Regions from separate parts of the Rattus norvegicus genome. Here region 1 is linked to region 2. The links are chromatin contacts, called in public Hi-C maps. All regions are on one chromosome and are shown on one strand. The core of a region is the stretch at or near the end of the contact, and the rest is flanking DNA. Distances in the headings are between cores, read along the strand shown. Region 1 overlaps Nek7 (NIMA-related kinase 7). Region 2 has its middle 59 kb from the start of Atp6v1g3.

Evidence for each region. A called contact is a pair of places that touch in the nucleus more often than the background predicts.
Region 1: a contact with region 2 is called in a Hi-C map of the A7r5 cell line, with 2.8 times the contacts expected there. The contact joins two enhancer-like sites. A contact is called at or near these places in 3 of 12 Hi-C or Micro-C datasets (the A7r5 cell line, Schwann cells and mammary epithelial cells).

The regions. Positions count from the first base shown.
Region 1 is chr13:52,593,031-52,597,242 of GRCr8, reverse strand. All of the region lies in intron 7 of Nek7 (NIMA-related kinase 7), which reads left to right. Among named protein-coding and RNA genes, the nearest start is that of Nek7, 110 kb to the left of the region's middle. Within about 2 kb of position 1,837, at least 14 of the 93 cell types and tissues checked have an H3K27ac peak or open chromatin away from gene starts, as enhancers often do. A contact at or near this core is called in the A7r5 cell line, where this site is marked.
Region 2 is chr13:52,419,097-52,423,482 of GRCr8, reverse strand. No RefSeq gene overlaps it. Among named protein-coding and RNA genes, the nearest start is that of Atp6v1g3, 59 kb to the right of the region's middle. Within about 2 kb of position 2,837, at least 14 of the 93 cell types and tissues checked have an H3K27ac peak or open chromatin away from gene starts, as enhancers often do. A contact at or near this core is called in the A7r5 cell line, where this site is marked.

The sequences.
Region 1 (4,212 bases), core at 588-3,087, 170 kb before region 2:
AACAACCCAGTAAGCTCTCAGACCACTCATGTTTAAGCCCTGTATGATTTGCTGTGGCCCTCAGTGTCTCCTGTGGGGCTGGCAGAGTGTGTCCTTGGCACATGGAATTGAATTCTCACTCCGCTTCACAATGTAGGATTTCCTGTTGCTGCTCTCACAAACCACCACAAACGTAGTGGGATAGAACAACAGAACTGTACTATGTTGCAATTCCGTAGGTCCCATGCCCAGGCTTACCTCAGCGAGCTACCTTTACGTCACCTGCAAGGCTCCTGCAGGCTGTAGGTCACCATCTTAAGTTCCTGGCAGAAGTCAGCTTTTTGATGCTGTTAGAACTGTAGTCTCTTTTTCTTTACTGCCTGTTGGTTAAAGGCCATTCCCACCTTCTAGAGATGGAATCTCTCCCTTCACCATGATAGGAGCCTCCCTCACACTTGGAATTCCTCCTGTTCTCTTGTGCCTCTTTCGGGTCATCTACGGTAATCTGTATTGTAATGTGTAATTTTACGTTCTCAAAAGTGCATAATGCAAACGAGTGCAGCTAACACCCATTGGAAGGATCACAGCACCAGCATTCTGCCCATCAGTCCATTGTGAAAGACAGGGCTTTTAGTGGAAGAACGGTTTAATAGTCTTCATTTTATTATAGAAATGGAGTGGGTTATTTTCTGGGGTTTATTTTGGGGGGAGGGGGGCAGTGAGGCAGGTTTGTGATACGTGAAAAGTTATTCCCAAAAGTTTATTCAGTCCACAGGGGCCTTCTCACTCATCACCAAATATGCTTCTAGGGACTTACCCTTTCATGTTCTTGGCTATAAGAAAAGAAAAAAGCAACAGGAGAAAAGCCCAATTAAGGAAATTAATCCAAGATACAGATCTCACCACATTGCATGCTCTGGTATATGTAGTTGAGGTCGCTGTTTGCTGCTTACGAAAATGTACTCAGTTGTACATATCCAGGGTGCTCTGAGACCTGCCGCAGTGAGAGGGCAGAGGACTAGGGTGCCCTGACCTTTGCATGGGGATGCGCATGCCTTCACAATGGCTTGAGAAGGGGAAAGATGGAGAGGTTTTTCCGCATGCACATGTGTGAATTTCATTGGCACATGTGGTTTCTTCTCTATCCTAAAATGAAATAGATTTTTAAATCTAACTCGACCACACCAATATTGGTGTCTGTTCCAGACAAATACATGAACCCCCCCCCCCCCCAGGGAGAAATCTCGTTGCTGTTGTGTCATAGGACAGTCTGAACTCCTATTTGTCTTTCGAAAGGAGATGGGCAACCCTCTGGTTCTGTGATGTTACGGGCAGGGTAAACGCACGCCTACCATTCAGGCTAGATACCAGAATTTCACACTGGAGTCTCCTGAGTTTTACCATTCGTGTTCTCCACACTATTTCCAAGTGCGATGCAGCCTCAAATTTCAGCTCAGAAAATTAGTGTCTCTGAAGAAGGCATTAACACAGGTTTCCTGACTGGTGCCAGGTGCCACCTGTGGTCACGCACTTGTTGTCCCCACACCTTTCCTGGCTCCTCTCCATGAGTCCATCTTTGCTGTGCACCTCACGTTGTTCAGGGCGGTGTGGAGTGTAGAGACAGCATATGTTCAGCCAGTTCTCGAGGCCACCTCCGCTGGTTTATTTTTAACTTCCAGTCCTTTTTCGACTTAAGTAATTGCTCCGGGAAGAAGCTATTCTCTGTTTTAAGCTGTGCACATTTAACCTCTCAGCCACCATAGCAAGTGTTTATTTAAAACAACCACAGTACCGTATCATAGTACAATTTACACGTGCAGCCCTCTGCCTCTCTAGCCTTTCCTGCCCGCTTCCTCTGCTTTTGTGGTTTGGGGAGGTATAAACATTTTCAGTCACGGTTCACAGTCGTCAGTTTAATGAAGTAACTGTCTGGAAATGGACTTGAATTCCAAGCTGCCAGGGTGAGCCTTCTATCTTTGGCAACTTGCCGGACCTGGCAGGCCTCTTTACTGACTGCAGTACAACATCTTAGACAGCTCCTTGGAACAAGCCCTGCGGGACTCTCCTATGGCCCCATGGCATTAAGGGGCTGCTCCGTTTAGTCCTGTCTCTCAGACCTACAACCACAGGCCGCACCTGAACATTTGTTAAGCCAGTCAGATAACACGCATACGGACTCTGGATGCTGGACACACAGTGCAGGGTCCAGGACAGAAGCAGTGAAATCCACTGAGCCTTCCATGGTGTCAAAAGTGTCATCAAGAGTGCCTCGCAGATGACAGATTTGTATTTTCTGAATGTCTTTTACAGAAGAAACGCTGACCTGGACAGCCCATGTTGACACCAGATTATACTCCTAATAATAAAGTAAATTTGATCACTTTCCTCCATTTGGTCTGCTAGCAGCAATTCTGGCTGACTCCTAAGTACAAAGAAAAAATGGAGATCGATGCTTTGTCTCTCGTTTGTGTATTTGATTCAAACTATGGTTAAGTTGTCTTTTTAGTTTTCTGAGCAAGGGCCATTCAAGGTATTCTGCAGTTTATTCTGACTCTGAGAAAAAAGAAGCAACATTTCTGGGCCGAATTGGCTTCTTTCTTTTGGAACGTTCTCATTTGGCTGACCTGAAGAACAGTTCTAAAAAACACCGTATAAGTTTTTATCCTATAATTTTCCATATGGATTTTTAAAAGTGTTTTTTTTTAAAGAAGCGCTGTTGAATGAAAGCGTAACCCATGTCTCAGAGATAGCTCGTTTTATGCACCATCCCTTCTCGTAGCTGAGGGAGTGAATACAGGTAGGCCTAGGCGACCAGGCCACATACCTCAGTGGGTAAGCGTGCTTGCATCCAAGCCTGGTAGTCCCAAGACTCAACATGGCAGAAGGAGCGAATGAGTTCCTTCAAGCTGTCCTCTGACTTCCACATGTGCACTGTGATCTGTGTGTGTGCACACACACAGCAGATAAATAAGAGAAGAGAGCATGGCTGGAGGCAAAGCATGAAACACATTTCCAGCTGTTGACTGGTTCTCTGCTGCCTCCTTAATTAAAAGCGCAAAGATAGACTCCAGCATCCGACCGTATAATGGAGGGTCTTTCCTTATGCCAGGTTTTCTCTTTGCCCAGGTCTGCAGAGATTAAAGTGCTAAGTTTTTGGCTAAGCCATTGAAAATGTTCTTTGTTATAGCTCATTGTAAAGTAATGTTCCCCACATTAGTTACAGCTTCCGGGACAGCACCTTGACAGCAGGAAGTCATTGGCTTCCTTGAGTTTGTTGTGGACCTTCTAAGAAACTAGTCACTTTGTTCGGAGTAGTTTTAAAGCATATTTACTTTTTATGAAGTATGTACCACGGACAACACGTCTCATAGAGCTAGGCCAGCTCCTGTCAGGAAAGTGTTTCATCTTTGCAGTTGAAAGATTGTCACGGTACAGTGTTAGTGTGGATTAAAGAAAGGTCAGATAGCATTTGCAGTTGTTGGCGGTTTTCTTCTGAAGCCAAGCCTTCTCATTTAAAAACAAAAATGTCCGTCCCTTAGCCCACTGTTACTCGTGTCAGGAGGTCAAAATGGCGTAAGTATCTACTCTTGCGGAATGCATTCTCATCTTACCCATAACCATAAATTCTTGAAAGAGAAGTAGAGTTGGGCAGCATGCTGCCTTGGGTACCTCCATATGTCACAGTCTGCACAATGGCTTTAATAGCTGGTCTTCTCACTCCACGATTCTCTTTGTACAGATGTTTAAAAAGCCACAACATTCTTCAGGCAACAGTCATCACAAAAAAAAAAAAAAAAAAAAAACAGCTGCTATGGAGTTTAAGGAAAGATTTTAGGAAATAATTATGTCTCCATTAAGTTGAAATGTTGAAAACAGAGCAGTGCATGTAAATGCACTGAAAATGCTCCTAAGCCCTTAAAAGCGTAGTTCTGCCTGTTTGAAAGAGAGGAGAAAGGATGTTTGTGACGTGATGGGGTGGAACATCCAGCCTCAGCTCAGCCAGCAGTCCGGGTGGGTCTGGAGCAGAGGGGCACATTAGGAAACACGTTGGAGAGGCGCTCCAGAAGCTCCCTCTCAGGCCTCTGGTCATCAGGAATTACATTTGTCTGTTTGCCGGCAGTGCAGAATGCAAACCTCTATGCTGACTGTTGGAAATGTGCTGTGAAGGAGGTGGGTAGCGCGCTTGGGTTTGCGCCGTAATATATTCTCGGGAAGCCTTTCGATAAAACATGC
Region 2 (4,386 bases), core at 1,588-4,087:
TCTTTTGTCTTTTCATGCTTTCTTTCAGGTATCCATTGTCGGAGTGGATGACAAACATTTTTTTCCTGTTTCAGACTATTGTGGTATCCCCCTGGATTCCTTTTGAAACAGTCTCCACTTGCCTCTGACACCATTGCTAGCCTCTACCCAGCAGTGGCCGTGGACTAGCAGCCCACATCAGGAAACGCTCAGCTTTTCCTTTAAGTCTTTTCTCATTTTTAATTAAAAAGAAATGCTAGATTCTCGCTGATCACCCAGAGTGTGACTCTCCATGGTTACCTGTCACTCAAAGAGCTCCCGCTCTGAAGAATGCTAATTAGCCCCGCTAAAGCTCTGTAATTGAACTGGAGAGATGACTGAGGAAGTGTGGGTCCTGCCTTCATTCAGAGACGCCTTGCCATCTAAATGGATGGAGCCATCCTGACAATGTGAAGTCATAAAGGGAGAAGAGGAGAGAGAGAGAGAGAGAGAGAAAAAGAAAGAAAAGCAACAACATTCCATCTGCCATTTTTTACTCTTAGTTTTTAAAGTAATTATCAAGATGTAACCTGGATACTGGAGGATGAATACCAAAAAAAAAAAAAAAGTTTTCTTTGGCCCTCAGAGAATGAGCTCCCCCAGCACCTGCTTGACAATGATCTCTGTGGTGCTGAATGCACTGAACTGGATAAAGAGGAATCATGAGAAGCAAATAGATGTATTAGGACATCAATGTGGATAACCAGAGTATATTAGGTGGATGCTTGGGAGAAACTCGATTTCATTTAAATCGGGATAGGATTTGGATCAGATGGATAATTAATTGACCTTGGTTGTTTTGTTTGATTGATTTTTTTTTTGGCTTTTTTGGAAAATAAGACGATGGCATTCCAAAGTCCCTCAAACCCATGGGTTTGGTGTCCAGACTCCATCAGTGAAATGGAAAACCTTAGCCCTTTGCTGAGCTAGAGAAACAAGACTGGTGAGACCCTGTTCCAAAGAGTCTGCATCTCCCTCTAGACTTCTTCCTAAATATTCAAGGGACAAACCAGAAATGGTCAAGGGACAGTCTAGTTGACATGATAGGACGGCAAGTTTTATATTATCCTGGAATTATGGCTTGGACGTGCTAGGAACTTAACATATTACAATGAAGACAGTAGACACATTGAACTTTAGCCGACTTCATTTGAGCCAAGAACAGTCTGCACATTGGGATCGTGTGATTGAGAGCTGTGCTCATAATCAGGGGATGCTGATGCCCAGGAAACAGGAAGTGGGTCCCAAAACAGCTTAACTGATTCCAGGTGGGGTTTGCTGTTTTGAAAAGGTTCTCATTAGTTGGTCGCCTGTGACTTGAAGAAGTTTGATGGCTATGATTAGCTGAGAGTCATAAAAGATATACCCATAACTTAGCCCTTCCATTCATGCCTGGCAGGGGGTAGCTAACTATGTGGAGACTCAAAGTAAGGCAGTATCCTCAGGCAGTATTGTGTCAAACAGCTATCGCATGGACACAGGCTTGGAAACTGAGGCTTAGAGGAGCAGCCAAAGCCCCAAGCCAGGCAGGGAATCAGAGAACTACCAACCCAAGTTTATCATTTCGGGTGGTAGGTAAATGTGATTTGATTCTATGTAAGATAGTGAACAGAGCAAGATCCACTGGATCGAGTAATTTATCTTTTCTTTGTTATATTGCAAGGTCTGTACTACAACTTGAAGCAGATCTTGGTACCCTTCCTATGTGCTTGTTATCCTTCCTATGTTTGTTGAATGAATGAATGAATGCTTGAATAGGTATATTTTTAGTCCACTTGACTTTTCCACAGAATACTCAGATACTTGAAAGGTTAAATCATCCAATCAAATGAATTCCATTCCTTTCCTTCCTTTGTTTCTTCCTTCCTTTCTCCCTGCCACCCCTTTCTTTCTTTCTTTCTTTCTTTCTTTCTTTCTTTCTTTCTTTCTTTCTTTCTTTCTTTCTTTCTTTCTTTCTCCCCTTTCTCTTGTTCATGTTGGCAGTGAACCAGTGCCCAAGTTATACTGGGTTTGGTGCCTTTGACAAATGCCTTGCAATAGAAAGTCTGCAAACCCTTGTCACCCTAACCTATTTAGCCACTGTGTTGTAGACTAGTGCCTTTCTCTGTTGGGAAAGGGTTAGAACACTCTTAAGCAACATATGTGTGAAGCCTAATGTGAGAATAAGAGGGACAGACAAAATCACATTCTATGACCCCAGTGTCACTGTCATAGCCAAGACACACAATTATTTTATGTCATGCTTACAACAAAATCATCCTTGTGATATTAACTGCCCATCTTCACAGAGGGGAAAAGCATCTCTGGGTATAATAATTAGTTTTCTTGGGGTCATAAAGATATGAATGAAAGAACGACTACCCAAATCCAAATACTTTTATCTTATACCTATGTTCGCTTTAAAACACTGTTCTAGTTCAACTTCTAACTATAGTTGCTCGATTCACATGTAAATCATGCAACTCAAAATTGATTTTCCCCAAGTCATCAGAGAGTTGATAATTTGGATCAGACTTGAGGAATATTATCTACTAAGTAGGGGTCTTGCTACTCTCCTGGTGCTAACAGAATATTTCTCTGAAATGGTATTAATTGTGCAAGGACTGGGGGTGGAATTACATCGGGAGTCATCTGGGAGATGGGCCACTGGGCATGCCTGTGGAGGGTTATCACTGCATTCCTTGAGATGAGAAGATCTAGCTCGTAGAGGTAGGACCATGCAGTGGCTTGGATCCTAGATTGTATACGAAACAACATGCACTTCTTGTCCTCTGCTTCTTGACTAAGGAAGCAGCATGAGTCACTCCCTCATACTCCTGCCCCTGTGACTCATTGTCATGATGGATGGCAGCCTGGCAGTGATCGCCAGAATAAGCCTAAGCCCTTCCTTCCTTAGGTTGCTTTCGTTAGGGTATTTATCACAGGATCAAGGAAAACAAAGTAAGACCAACATGAGAAAGTGAGAGCTGATGTAGTCAGAAAGATGGGTGTGATCAGCCCTTGCTGAATGATAGGCAAGCAAAAGAATTCAGAACTTTGTTCCAACTCTCCTAGGAAATAACTTCGGAGATTTTAGTGGAGATGGACACATTGGGTTTTAACATCTCACTTTGAAAACAGAAGCAGAGGGAAGGAGCAAACAAGGAAGTAAAAGGCCTTGTGAGGGAACTTTCCTAATAGTGCCAGAGAAGAGAGGGAGGGTTTCGTTGTAGTGAGGGGTTGGGGATTCTCCACTTTAGGATGCACGTCAAAAGCTAGAGCCATCTGATTTGGGGTTCTGGAAGTATATGTGCTGGAAAGAACAGACTTAAGAATGTGTTCACGCTGGCTACAGAGAATGGGAGGGTGGTAGTGTCATGTGCCAGATGAACACTTAGGATATGAACAATATGGGGACATATTAAGACACTAAGTTTGAAGATATTACTATTGAAGATCTACAGTACACTTTAAAAGACTAAAAGGGAGATGCAGATTTAAGCTGTTTGAGTTTTGCCACTCAGAGTGACTTAACTTGAGACAGCACAAGGCTACTATTTTAAACTGAATCAAAGGACAGTCGTTATAAACAAAAGCAGTCATTATAAAGAAAATATGGTAGGTTGACATATGATTCAAGAAGTTCATCTATCATGAAAGGAGAAGTCACAATGAATGTGTCATTTCTTATCAGGATTATTTGGAAAGGCCACAGCAAGACAAAACAAGAAAATAAGGAAGAAGTCATTGAAAATGCCTTACGGTATTCCCTCTGCCACACCCCTTTCCCACGTGGCAACAAGAAGCCAAAGGTCTGCAGCCAGACCCACCCTCCTCCGCGCAGATCATCCAAAGAGAAAAACATTGGAGCCCTAAAAGAATCATCTAAACCCCTGTTCCTAATTCTTGATGGGTAAGCTTTTCATTTCTTAACATAGTATTTTTTACATTTACCAGACACTGTAATTTTAACTTTGTAATTAGGTATCACAACATTAATAAGCAATCCCAGTATGTGTTTGTTCCAAAACTGGGGATGTGAAAGTCTTTTGCCGAAGTTACTTATTAAGAGAATTTTCTTCAACACTGATTTGGCTTCTGATGTTTCCCCAGAAAACAACACCCACACTCAGTCCTCCTTATCTCGCCAATGACTGGAATTCCTTCTGCTCCCTTTTTACATACATCTAAATCCTACTCTCTCTTCTTTCCCATACTTTCTACGTCATACACTTGCAGACATGGGGCACAACATGAGGAAGAAGAGAGCTCATTTGCTAGTAGAAGAGTAGCTGGGAAAACACCACTTTTTTAGTCTTTATGATGCCCGAGTCAAGCCTAGGAGCTGGGGGACATGTTCTGTTGAGTTCTTATCATTTTTGAAGGCTG